Regions from separate parts of the Delphinus delphis genome. Here region 2 is linked to region 1. Evidence: chromatin contacts called from public Hi-C data. All regions are on one chromosome and are shown on one strand. Each heading gives the region's core, a stretch centred on a gene start, on an enhancer-like site or on the middle of the called end of the contact. The rest is flanking DNA. Distances are from core to core; before and after follow the strand shown.

What was found. Hi-C and Micro-C count contacts between places; a contact is called where the count stands out from the background.
Region 2: a contact with region 1 is called in a Hi-C map of muscle, with 2.1 times the contacts expected there. The contact joins the promoter of VSIG10L here to the promoter of SPACA6 in region 1. A contact is called at or near these places in 2 of 3 Hi-C or Micro-C datasets (lung and muscle).

The regions. Positions count from the first base shown.
Region 1 is chr20:5,941,299-5,947,158 of mDelDel1.2, reverse strand. It overlaps SPACA6 (sperm acrosome associated 6), which reads left to right and starts at 2,891. Exons shown (of 9, transcript XM_060000613.2): 1 at 2,891-3,104; 2 at 3,864-3,941. The coding sequence starts at 2,891.
Region 2 is chr20:6,100,205-6,106,312 of mDelDel1.2, reverse strand. VSIG10L (V-set and immunoglobulin domain containing 10 like) reads right to left here and starts at 1,353. Exons shown (of 10, transcript XM_060000617.1): 1 at 1,314-1,353; 2 at 447-1,232; 3 at 1-24. The coding sequence starts at 1,353. It overlaps ETFB (electron transfer flavoprotein subunit beta), which reads right to left. Exons shown (of 6, transcript XM_059999798.1): 5 at 5,658-5,816; 6 at 4,221-4,438. The coding sequence ends at 4,268.

The DNA of each region.
Region 1 (5,860 bases), core at 1,642-4,141:
CAGCTGGAGTCCAGCCCTCTGGGGGTTAAGGGGGCGGGGCCAACTGGTTGCCATGGTGCCAGACTGTTTGGGTCTGCTCTCTGACCCTTGGGGGCTCCCCAGGGTCTGCAGAGAGGGGGAGGGGGACCCAGACCTGGGGGAAGTCCAGCGCCAACCTTTTCCCCAAATCCGGCCTATGGGCCCAGGGAGTTCGGGCCTCCACCAAGGCCTTGTCCAGTGACCTTGAACAAGTCCTGACCCTTCTCTCTGGGCCTCAGTTTTCCCGAGGAGAAATGTGTGGGAGGAGTGGGGAGATGCTCAGGTCCTGCAAATCTTTAAGATTCTCAGCTTCCCCTCTGCTCTCACCCCCCTCCTCAGGCCCCAGGCAGCCCCGGGGCATGCTGGGAACCCAGGCCTGGGCTCTGGGCCAGGTTGTTGGGTGGGGGGGCGGCGGGGGCAGCCTCCTCCCTTCCCCTTCCTCCCCACCTTGGCCTGACTCTCGCCCCCGCCTGAGGGTCTGGGAGGTTGGGAAGGAGGGAAGGGGAATGAGAGCTGGGACCGTAGACCCGTCTCTGGCCCCTTCCTCCCCCCTTGCCGCCTCCGCCCCCTTCCCGCCTCTCCTCCCCCTCCTCAGTAGGTCGCTACCCCGGCCCTGGGCCCCTTCTCCAGCCACCCCAGCTCCAGACCTGGCTCCGAGCTGCTGCGAGGGGGAGGGAGAGAGGGAAGGAGAAAGGGAGAGAGAGAGAGAGAGAAGGGGAGGGAGGGAAGGAAGGAGAGAGACCTAGGAGGGAGGGAGGGAGGGAGAAAGGGAGAGAGAAAAGGAGAGAGACAGAGACAGAGGGGAGCGAAGGAGACAGAGGGATGGAGAGAAGGCGGGCAGCGAGAGGGAGGCAAACAGGAAAAAGGGGGAGAGGAGAGTGAGACAGGGAAATTGAGGGAGAGAGAGAAGGAGGGGGACAAAGACGGGGTGGCAGGGAGAAGAGGAGGGTGAAAGACAGAAGGGAAAGGAAAAGAAAGAGAAAAGAGAAAGGAGAGAGAACCAGGAGGCGGGGAGAGGAGAGAGAGAGGACTGAGCAAGGAGAAGGCCGAGCTGAGGGGGAGGGTGGGCAACGCAGAGCGGGGAGAAGCGTGCAGAGGCTGGAGGAAATGGAGACCAGGTAAGACGGAGACTGAGCCAGCGGCAACACGGCAGGATGGGGAGAGAGAACCAGAAAGATGGAGATGGAGCCGGAGACAGTGAGAGCAAGACAGACGAGCGCTGGACAGAGGCGGAGGCTCTCGGGTGCACAGACTCAGCCCAGGGGTGGGGAAGCGTGGGTGCTGGTCCCGCCACCTTGCGGGCCTGGCCCCTCCCACTCACCAGCTGACTGGGGCTCAGCCTTCCCACCTGCAAAATGGGGGTGCTGATGGCACCTTGAGCCCCTGCCTGCCACATGACAGAGGCCTGGGGCGGTATCAGCGCTCAGGGATCCTAGCTGTCAGTGTTGTGCGTGATGAGAGGCCAAAGGAAGGGAGGAGAGAGGGGAAAAATTACCCAGAAAGGCATGACGGCTTTGTATCCCGTGGACGGTCTCCACACCGGTCCTGGATTTCTGAATCAGACAGGTAGGTAGGGAACTGTCTTGTCCAAGGGACCAAACTCCAAAACAGGTGAGGTTCCCTCTGACCCGGGATCCAGGAAGCCAGGCTGTGTCTTCTCCAAGGAGGCAGGCCTGGCCGGACTCCCAGGTCTGAGGGAGGGGGCTGGGGGGCCTGGCTTCCTGGGTCCCCAGTGGAGAAGGGGGCTGTGGACTTGGACTTCTGAATCTGGGGGAGGAGAGGAGGCTAGGGGGCCTGGATTGCGGGGACCTGTGGGGAGGAAGGGGCCTGGGGCCTGAACTCTTGGGTCCCTGGTGAGGAAGGGGCCGAGGGGCTGACTCCTGGGTTCCTTGGGGAGGAGGGGGCCGGGGGCCCGCATTCCTGGGTCCTGGCACCCACCCGTAGAACCGACCTTGCGGGGCCTTCGCCGCACACAAGCTCGTGTCTGTGGGTCCGTGTCGGGGGCTCACCATCGCGGCTGGGGCCTCCCCGGCCCTCCCCGCCCTCCCTGGCCCCCGTCTGTCCGTCCAGTCCATCCGTCTGTCTGTCCACCTGCCGCGCCCCCCGGGCTGAGGTAGGAGGTTGTATAGTTGAGGAGGACACCCACGGAGATCACTATACGGCCTCCTAGCTTTCCCCAGGCTGCGCCCTGCACGGGACGGCCCGGCGGGGACCCCTGACCCCGGTCCCCTGCCCCACCCCGCCAGGCTGGGGAGAGGGGCTGCCGCAGGGATCGTGGGAGGAGAGGCTGGGCTGTTCCTTGTGTCCTCGTCCCTACATTCCTTCCTGCCCCTTCCCTCAAAGAGTTTCTCTCCCATCAAGATATCTCTGTTTTGCTTCCTCTCTGTCTCTCCATCTCCGCTGGGTCTCTGCACAGTGACCTCTGAGACCCTGTCTCCATCTGTCTCTTATGGTGCTTTCTGGGTCTCTGACGCTCCCCATGTCTCTCCATGGCTTGGTTTCTGTCTTTCGGGCCCTCACGGTGTCTCTGTGCCATGTCCATTTCTGCTGCACCCCACTACCACACCCCAGGGCTTGGCGGGCCCCCGCACACCGTACTGCCGGCCTCTGGGTCCCTGAGACCCTTTAACCTGTGAGGACGTCCAGGGTCACAGGTGAGGTTCTTGGGAGCCTGGCATCCGGCCCAGCCATCAGCCTGGGGTCCGACCCCTGACCCCTGACCCGACACACCCTTCCTCCCTGAAAACCCTGGAACCTGACATTGGACTGGAGACTGCAACCTGACCTCTGACCCTGTATCTTGAGCCCCTCCCCCACACCACTGTGACCTCACAAAAGTCTCCAGCTTCTCCACAGGCTGAGACCCTCCGCTATGGCCCTTCTGGCCGCAGGGAGCGCTGTGCCGTCCGCCCTGGTGGCCCTCACGGTCTTCCGGGCCTCCGCCTGGGCCTGTCTCCTCTGCTTCACGTCTTACAAGGAGCGCCTCCAAATCTGCCAGATCTTCGTCGGCCTGGAGAGCCCCGACCTCGAGAAGTGTGAGGAGGCCTTAACAGATGCCTTTAAGGGCCTCCAGGACACTGAAATCAGTGAGGAGACACCCCACATCCTCCAGGGCCCCGAGGGGGGCATGTGGAGGGAGGGACCAGAGAGGCCTGGAGAGACTGAGGGGAACAAAGGTTCAGAGACGGGAGGATGGAGACTTTGCGGGGGCCAGAGACTCAGAGACGGGAGGACAGAGGCTTTGCAGGGGCCAGAGACGGGAGGACAGAGGCTTTGCGGGGGCCAGAGGCTCAGAGACGGGAGGACAGAGGCTTTGCGGGGGCCAGAGGCTCAGAGGCGGGAGGACAGAGGCTTTGCGGGGGCCAGAGGCTCAGAGACGGGAGGACAGAGGCTTTGCGGGGGCCAGAGGCTCAGAGACGGGAGGACAGAGGCTTTGCGGGGGCCAGAGGCTCAGAGACGGGAGGACAGAGGCTTTGCGGGGGCCAGAGATGGGAGGACAGAGGCTTTGCGGGGGCCAGAGACTCAGAGACGGGAGGACAGAGGCTTTGCGGGGGCCAGAGGCTCAGAGACGGGAGGACAGAGGCTTTGCGGGGGCCAGAGGCTCAGAGACGGGAGGACAGAGGCTTTGCGGGGGCCAGAGGCTCAGAGACGGGAGGACAGAGGCTTTGCGGGGGCCAGAGGCTCAGAGACGGGAGGACAGAGGCTTTGCGGGGGCCAGAGGCTCAGAGACGGGAGGACAGAGGCTTTGCGGAGGCCAGAGGCTCAGAGAGAGGCAGAGGAAGGTCCACTTTGGGGATGTGGTGTTGGGGAACCGCTTCACCCCAGCTCCTGCCTCCGACCTCCAGACTACGAGGAAAGGAGCCATCTGCACGACGCCTTCACCCAGATGACCCACTCCCTGCAGGAGGTGGCCGCCGCCCAGGGTGAGTGGGGCGGGGCCGGCAGCGGCGGGAGATGCGGGCTTGGAGCCCCCAGGAGATGGATGTTTGTGCGGGGAAAGCCCAGAACTTGACAGCGATCTCGCAGGAGGTGACGCTTGGAAGCTGAGGGAGCTGGGCAGCCTTGTCGGGGAGAGGAGATGGGCAGGGGCTGGTGGAGACAGTGCAGAAGTAACTTAGAGTCTCAAGCCAGCTGGGATCAGGGAGATGTGCGTTCTGACCTCACTGTGTGGCTTGCCCTCTTCCTGGCTATGAGATTCTGGATGCATCATGGCTCCCCCGCCCCCCCGGGCCTCAACTTACCCATCTGAGAGATGGGACAATCTCCTTGCCTCCCAGGGTGGCCTCAGAGCTCAGTGAGAGGCAGGGCTCCCCCAGTGAGACAGACTTCAGGGAAGAGATCTTCCTCTAGGATAAAACACACATATTCCCTACAGTTAACAAAGTAATTCCACATTTTTGACATGTGAGGCTATTAGGGGGCCGGAAGACAGGTAGGAACAGGGAGAGAGAGGATGATTCAGGTGACAGCTGTGAAGGGAGACAGGCACACGTGACAGCCTTGGGGTGGGTGAGACACACACTCTAGAGAAACACATGCATGTGCCGGTGGGGAGGGACCTCAGGGCTGGGGCGACCCTTGCGGCCGAAGGGCAGCATGAGCAGTGATTGCAGCAGGCCACCGTGGTCACGTGACACAGGATCCCCCACCCCCACCCCCATGCCCGCAGTGTGCTGGAGACTGGGGGTGGGAGCGCTCGCTGCTTTGCAGCATAAACTGGCCACGTCAGTGGTCTGGGGGCTCTGCACTTATTTCTGCATCTTAGCTGTTACTTCTTTCGCTTCCTGCTCTTGCCACGGAGCTTCTTTGACAAAGATCCCTAAACGTGAGGCGGTTCCCATCTATCCAGGGGGCTCCCGGGGGGTCCAGCATGGAGAAGACTTCAGCTGCGGATCCCCCACCCCCAAAGGGAGAGCTGAGGAACTCAGAGCTGACTGGGGAGGAGGGAGGAAGATTCCAGGAGATGCCTGTTCTCCCCGGTTTAGGCCAACTTGTCACACAAGGTTTTGAAAAGAGCAGAAACAAGTCCAGCTCTGAGTGTAGAAGACCCTGGCGAGGGCTGTGTGTGGGACCGACTGGAGCAGGGGAGAGAGTGGAGGCTGGGAGGCCTGGGTGGAGGCTGCTGTGAAGGAGGCCAGAGCTGGGGTGGGGATTGTGAAGGTGGAGAAGAGGGAATCGGGTAGAGAGAGTCAAGGGCAGGAGGGATGGGGCTTGGATCTGATGAGCTGTTCAGGAAAAGGGGAAGAGGAGGATTAGGGGCCGTGTCCAGGGTCTGCCTCCATGCCTGAGGGGGCAGTGGGTCATCCCTGAGACCGGGAGCCTGGGAGGAAGAGCAGGGGTGGGGGCAGATGGCCAGCTGGGCGAGGATGTAATGACTGCGAGGGGCCTGGGGGACATCCAGGGTTCAGCTGGGAGTCAGGGAGACTTGACACTCTGTCCTGAAGGAGCAGGGCTGTGAGCCGGGGAAGGGCAGGGTCAGCTCTGCGTGTAGGAAGATCCTCTGGGGCCACATGGAGGACGGACTGGAGGGAGATGGGAGGCTGGGAGAAGCTGGTACTCCACAGATATTTATTGAATGTGCCAGGAGCACCACCAGGGACACAGCTGTGACCAAAACTGCAAGCCACCTGCCCTCAGGTTGCTTATGTTGATTATTAAACATAACAAGTGAAATGCCATTGATGTCAGTTGGTGATCTGTGCTGTGGAGGAAAACAGAAGGGGAACAGAATGGGGTGGCCATTGGGGTGATCAGGAGAGTTGCAAATGAGAAGGTCCAATTGAGCAAAGACTGGAACGAGGGGACAGTGAGAGCCACGCAGATAACCTGGGGAGAGAGCTTC
Region 2 (6,108 bases), core at 104-2,603, 160 kb before region 1:
TCACCGACACGTTGGACACGGGCTCTGGGAGAGGGGGAACGGACTCAGGACTCGGTTCTCAGCCCCCTCGTCCCTTAGGACCAGGGAGCCCCAGCCCCCTCCACCTCTTACACCCAGGACTTCGCCCCAGCCGAGGCCCCCTCTTAGCCCTCCTCTTAGCCCCAAGAGTCCTCTTCTTCTCACAGACCCATGAGTCTGAGTCCCCAGCTCTCCCCTCTCTGGGACTTGGGAGTCCGGGCTCCCAGGAGTTTTGGTCCCCAGGTCCAATTTCCCTCAAGCACCTGTCTTGACCCCCAGCTCCTCTTCTCCCTCCCTCCAGCCCAGAAGTCCTCTCTCCCCTGTCTAGGAACCCCTTCCTCTGGGGCAGGAAACACATCCTCAGAAGAGCAGTAATTTGCCCACAGCAGCCCCTGCAGCCAGCACTCTGGACCTCAGGGCCCACTTACCATATACACGCACAATGAACTCCCACATCTGCCGGGAGATCCCGGCCCGGATGACCTCAGCTGTGTAGACCCCAGCATCCTCTAGCTGGGCAGAGGAGAGTTCCAGACTCGCTTGGGTCTGGTTAAATCGTAGGCGGCCTTTGTACGTGGGGTCCAGGCTGATGAGAGGGGACCCTGGCCCCAGGGCCCCAGCTGCCAGCACCTTGGAACCTTGGCGCCAAACCACCAGAGGGGAAGGGGGACCAAGGCCAGGAACTGGAAGCAGAGGCAGCTGGATTGTGGTCCCCACCAGCACCGCAAGAGGGCCCCCCACTTGCGGGGATAAGCTTGAGGCAACTTTGGGATCCGCATCCTCAGGGGAGAATTTTGAAACTGGGGTCTCCACAGAGATGTTCGTATTGGGGACTTGCCTGTTGGAAGCTGGGGTCTTAACAGAGGAGGAAGGCTCCGGGTTTGGGGCAGGAACTCGAGAACCCGAGGCATGAGGAACTACTTTGGAACCAGGTTTTCCAGAGAAGGGGTCCAGCTTCAGCTTTTTGCCCTCAGCAGAAACAGTGGACCGGAAGGACCCGGGCACGTCCTTCAAATTCAGCACCTCAGGAGACCGTTCAGAATGAGGGATATCAGCTTTTGAACCTGGAGACTGATCTGGAAATTTCCAGCTGGGGGGTTTGATGGAGGGAACTTTCAAACCCGGGCCCTGGGAAGATCTTTCTGAGTCCGAGGAGAGATTGGTTCTCTGAATTCCTGAAGAGGCTTTGAAGGCGAGGACCCTTACTCCCGAGGCTGCAGAGGAAAAAGAAGGGAGGGAGTTGTTGGGCTGCAGAAAAGGGAAATGGTGGGCAAGGGGCTGGGTGGGGGGCTTACCCAGCAGCAGGAAGAGTAGCAGAGCCCGTGAGGTGCCCATGGTGCCAGCTGCACCCGCGAGGAAACCGGGGCAAGACCCAGGGCCTGCACCCATTCCTCCCGGGCTAGACGAGTCCAACAGGACGGATAGCTTCCTGGGCGGGGAAGGGAGCCAGATCCAGTGGGAGGTGCCAGGATCCCCCACCCAGATAATATGACTGAGACACCCACCCCACCCCACTTGTCCTCATCAGCTAGTCCCGACTGAGGGGAGGCCCAGCGTAACCCCTGCACTCCCCACACCCTGGGGGCAGACGGTGAGACTGGAGTCCCAGCTGGAAACTTAGTAACAAATTTGTGGAGGGGGGTGGGGGGGTGACGTCAGGAAGACTTCCTGGAGGAGGGTCAGGTGCCCTTTGAGAGAGCACCCCGCCCCCAGCCTCCTGGCGTCTGGTCCACTCTGTCCTGCCTACATCTTCAAATACCCATGTCTGACCCTGCTCCCCCTCTGCTCTCCATGGTCCCCTGTTGCCCTCAGGGCCGAGTCTCAAAGGGTTATCTTCCACCCAGTTCTCTCTCCTGAGAGCCGGAACTGTGTCTCCTCAACCCCCAGGTCTTAACATGCCCCATGTCCCACTAAACGTAGAGTCTTCCCTCTAACCCCACCCTCCTGCACTCTCCATCTCCAGTGTGGCGCCGCCATCTAGAGGGATGCTGGGAGCCTTCCTCCCTTGTTCCTTCCCCTCACGGCTGTCAGTCTCTGGATCCCACCCCTCCTGCCCCCTGAATCTCTCTGCTCCATCCCTTTCTTTCTACCAGCCAGACCCCAGCACAGGCCTTGACTTCCTCCGTCCGCTTGCCTAGCCTCCTCCCTCCAGTCCGTGGCCCCCCAGATGGTCCTTGAGTCTTTCTACCCCCCCGAGTGGCCCCCTCCCTCACAGCCCTCCTGTGGCTCCCCAGCACCTGGCCTTGGAAGACAACCAAGTTCCTCATCAGAACTTCCAGGCCCTGCGTGGCCCAGACCCACCCACTCCTTTCCCCCTCCAGCACTTCCTCTTTGAACACCCTGCCATTCTTAGGCCCTCTCTCCCCTCCCAGCCTTGGCCGGGACAGTTTCCTTTGCCTGAAAGCTCTGGCTCACTCCCCCACCCCCTCCAACCTGGCTTAACCACAACTTGTCCTTCAAGTCTCACCTTATCAAGAACCAAAATAATAATTACCCATTTGCTGTGGTCCAGGAACTGCGCGAAATTCTTCCCCTTCCCGGGCATTAGGAAGGGGAAGCATTCCCCTTCCGAATGCTCTGAGCTGGGTGTTTACAAACAAGGATACTAGGCTCAGAGACATCATGGGACCTGCCGGAGGTTGCACAGCCAGAGGGAAGAGCTTGGTCCACAATGGTCAGGCTGCTCACTCCTCCTGAAAGCTTTCCCTACCACCCCATGCTAATAATGGTTAAAATACAGAGTAAGCATTTTCTGCATGTCGGATATGGTTGTGAAAATGCTACATTAATTACCCTTCAAAACCCCATGGGAGGACTTCCCTGGTGGTCCAGTGGTTGACTCCGCGCCCCCAGTGCAGGGGGCCCAGGTTCGATCCCTGGTCAGGGAACTAGATCCCGTGAGCCACAACTAAGACCTGCGCAGCCAAACAAATAAATAGATATTTTTAAAAAAAACAAAAAAAACCCCATGGGGTAGGTTTTGTAGCTTTAAAATGGTTACAGGGTTTCCCTGGTGGCGCAGTGGTTGAGAGTCCGCCTGCCAATGCAGGGGACACGGGTTCGTGCCCCGGTCCGGGAAGGTCCCACATGCCGCGGAGCGGCTGGGCCCGTGAGCCATGGCCGCTGAGCACAGGCTCCGATAAAAAAAAAAAAAAAAAAGTTACAAATCCAACCCTCCTCCTACTAAGAAATAGGGTCTATCTCCCCCTCCCTTGGATCTAGGTAGGCTCTGTGACTGTCAGAGCAAGAGAGTACAGCACAAGTGGCCCTGTGCTAGTTTCTGCATCTAGGCCTTGAGAGACTGGCATACTCCACTTCCCACATTATAGAATACTCCCGCTGGGACGCAGCTGCCATGATGTGAGGAAGCTCAATCATCCCAATGGAGAGGAATCATGGTCCCTGGCCAACAGCCAGCTCAAGTCAACATCCCCAGCCAGCTTGCCAGGCACATGACTGAGGCATCTTGGACACGCCATTTGAGCCACCCAGACTGATGCTACATGGAGCAGAGGCAAGCTGTCCTCGCCAAGCCCTGCCCAAATTTCAGATTTACAAGCAAAATGAGTTTTGGTTTAAGCCACCAGGTTGTGGAGAGGTCTGTCATGCCATGACACACAACCAGAAGATGGGTATTATCACTAACTCCACCTGATGGAGGAAGAAAGCCAAGCTCAGAGAATAGGAACCTGCCAAAGGTCCTCTCAGAGCCAGCGACTGGCCAGGCTGGGAGCTGAACCCAGGGCCTTGGGCTCTAGACCCCAGGCCCCCAACCACTACACCAAGCTCTTACTATTTCGATCGTCCACATGAGGAAACTGAAGATCAGAGACAGGAAGTAACTCACTCAAGATCTCACAGCTGCTAAGTGTGAGGGTGAGGGTCTAAAATCACTATGTCTGGCTCCAGGCCCCCGCTCTTCATCCTCACACTAGGTTTTGACTGTCTGTTGCTTGTCTGTCTCCCCAACCAGGACCAGACCTTCCGGCCTCATTCCCTCTTGCGTCCCAAGTCTCAACAAGGGCCTGGCACCATTGTCTGTGCCCCCTTCACCATGGAAGCTCCTCACAGGCAGGGGCCGGATGTGACTGCCCTGGCTCCCCAGCGTCACCCAGCACAGGACCTGGCACACAGGAGACTTAAGTAAATGTTTGTTGAATGAATCAAAGAATGGGTTTCTGGGGAATGAGTTAACAAAGACAGACGCCGCAAGAGTCATGGTTTTATTGCCGGGTTTCAGGGAAAGGGCTCAAATGCGCCCAATCTCCTTCAGCTTGGCCACCAGGTCCTCTGTGGTCTCCACCTTGACACCGGCTGTGCGCTGGGGTGGGTCTTCCACGCTAATCACGGAGAGCTTGGAGGTCAGGTCCACGCCCAGGTCCCCAGCCTTGATCACTTCGATCTTCTTCTTCTTGGCTTTCTGCACATGGGAGGCTCACGGTTCACAGGGCTGCCCAAGCCCCTGCCCACACTCCTGCAGCCCCCTTCCACGGGTGCCACGTCTGCAGAACCACTCCCATTGGCTGAACCCTTCTGGACCTGCCCACTGGCCAGGGCACACGTGACCTCTTACAGGGCCACACCTGGTGTGGACAATTCCTGCTGCCTGGGATGCCCTGGGGAGCCCTCCTATCGCGGGAGACCACCTTTAGTCAACCGCCGTGGGAAGTCCTTCGCCGGCTGGAACGGACTGGCAAAGTCATTCTTCTCGCAATAATAACTCAATAGACTTTTGGCCAAGATGACCAATTGTACTCTCCCTGTTGGCTGAGATGATGACTCACTGAACCCTCCCTATTGCCTAGGAGGACACACGGAAACCTTCCTACTGGCTGAGATGACTCACTTGAACTCACCTACTGGCTGAGACGACTCAATGAACCCTCCTTGTTGGATGGAATGACATACTGAACGCCCCCTGTCAGTTGAGATGACACACCGAACTCTCCATTTTGGCTGAGATGACACATTAAACGCTATTGGCTGAGATGACACACTGGACTCACCCTATTGGCTGAGATGACACGTTAAACGCTATTGGCTGAGATGACACACTGGACTCACCCTACTGGCTGAGATGACACATTAAACGCTATTGGCTGAGATGACACACTAAACCCTCCGTATTGCCTGAGATGATACATTGAACTCTTCCTATTGGCTGAGATGACCCAATGAACCCATTCTAGAGCCATGATGAACAGTGAACTCTTCCTGTTAGCCATGATGGCCTAAATGATGCCTTCCTGTTGGTAATGATTACCGGGGGAACCTTCCCTGACAAAACCAAGATGACTTAATGAATCCTCCTTATTTGGCTAAGAGCACACAGTGAACTTTTCCCATTGGTTGGAATGACAGGGGAACCCTTCCTAGAGTCCAGTGAAGCCTTTCTATTGGCTGAGGTAACCAGCAAACCCTCCCTGTTCGCCAAAACAGCCACTGCCCCGCAACCTCGAACTCTCACTATTGGCAGAAATGATTCAGTGAACCCGCTCCGTTAGTGACCGGGTGACCCCTTCCTTTGGAGGAGACGTCTCTTGGGTCCTCTCTCCTCCCACCTGACCACCAGGGAGGCACTGGGCCTGCCGCACTCACCCGTCCCCAGGCCCCCAGTGGCCCACCTGCCAAGCACTCACCATGATGTTGGGCAACGTGGCGTAGCGGGGCTCATTGAGCCGCAAGTCAGCGGTCACCACGGCAGGCAGCTTCAGGCGCAGGGTCTCCAGGCCCCCATCGACCTCCCGTTCCACTTTCACCTTGTCCCCTTCCAGCGTCACCTGGGAGGCAAATGTGCCCTGGGGAGGGACAGCGTTGGGGGAGCACAGGTGAGGTCAACCCAGTGCAGGCACAGAGCAGGCCACTGCTGAGTGCACAGCACACGGAGGGCCAATGAATGAGAACAGAAGTGGGAGTCCCGCAAGGTGACCTACAGACATCAAGCTTAAAAACAGGAGGAAGCCACAAGAAGGGAACTCAAAACTCCAGGGGAGGGTCTTTCCTGGGACCCAGGGTGTAGGTCCTAATGTCCTGAACCTGCCCGTTGGATCACCCTTCCTTAATGATAATGAACATGTATGGAGTTTGGGG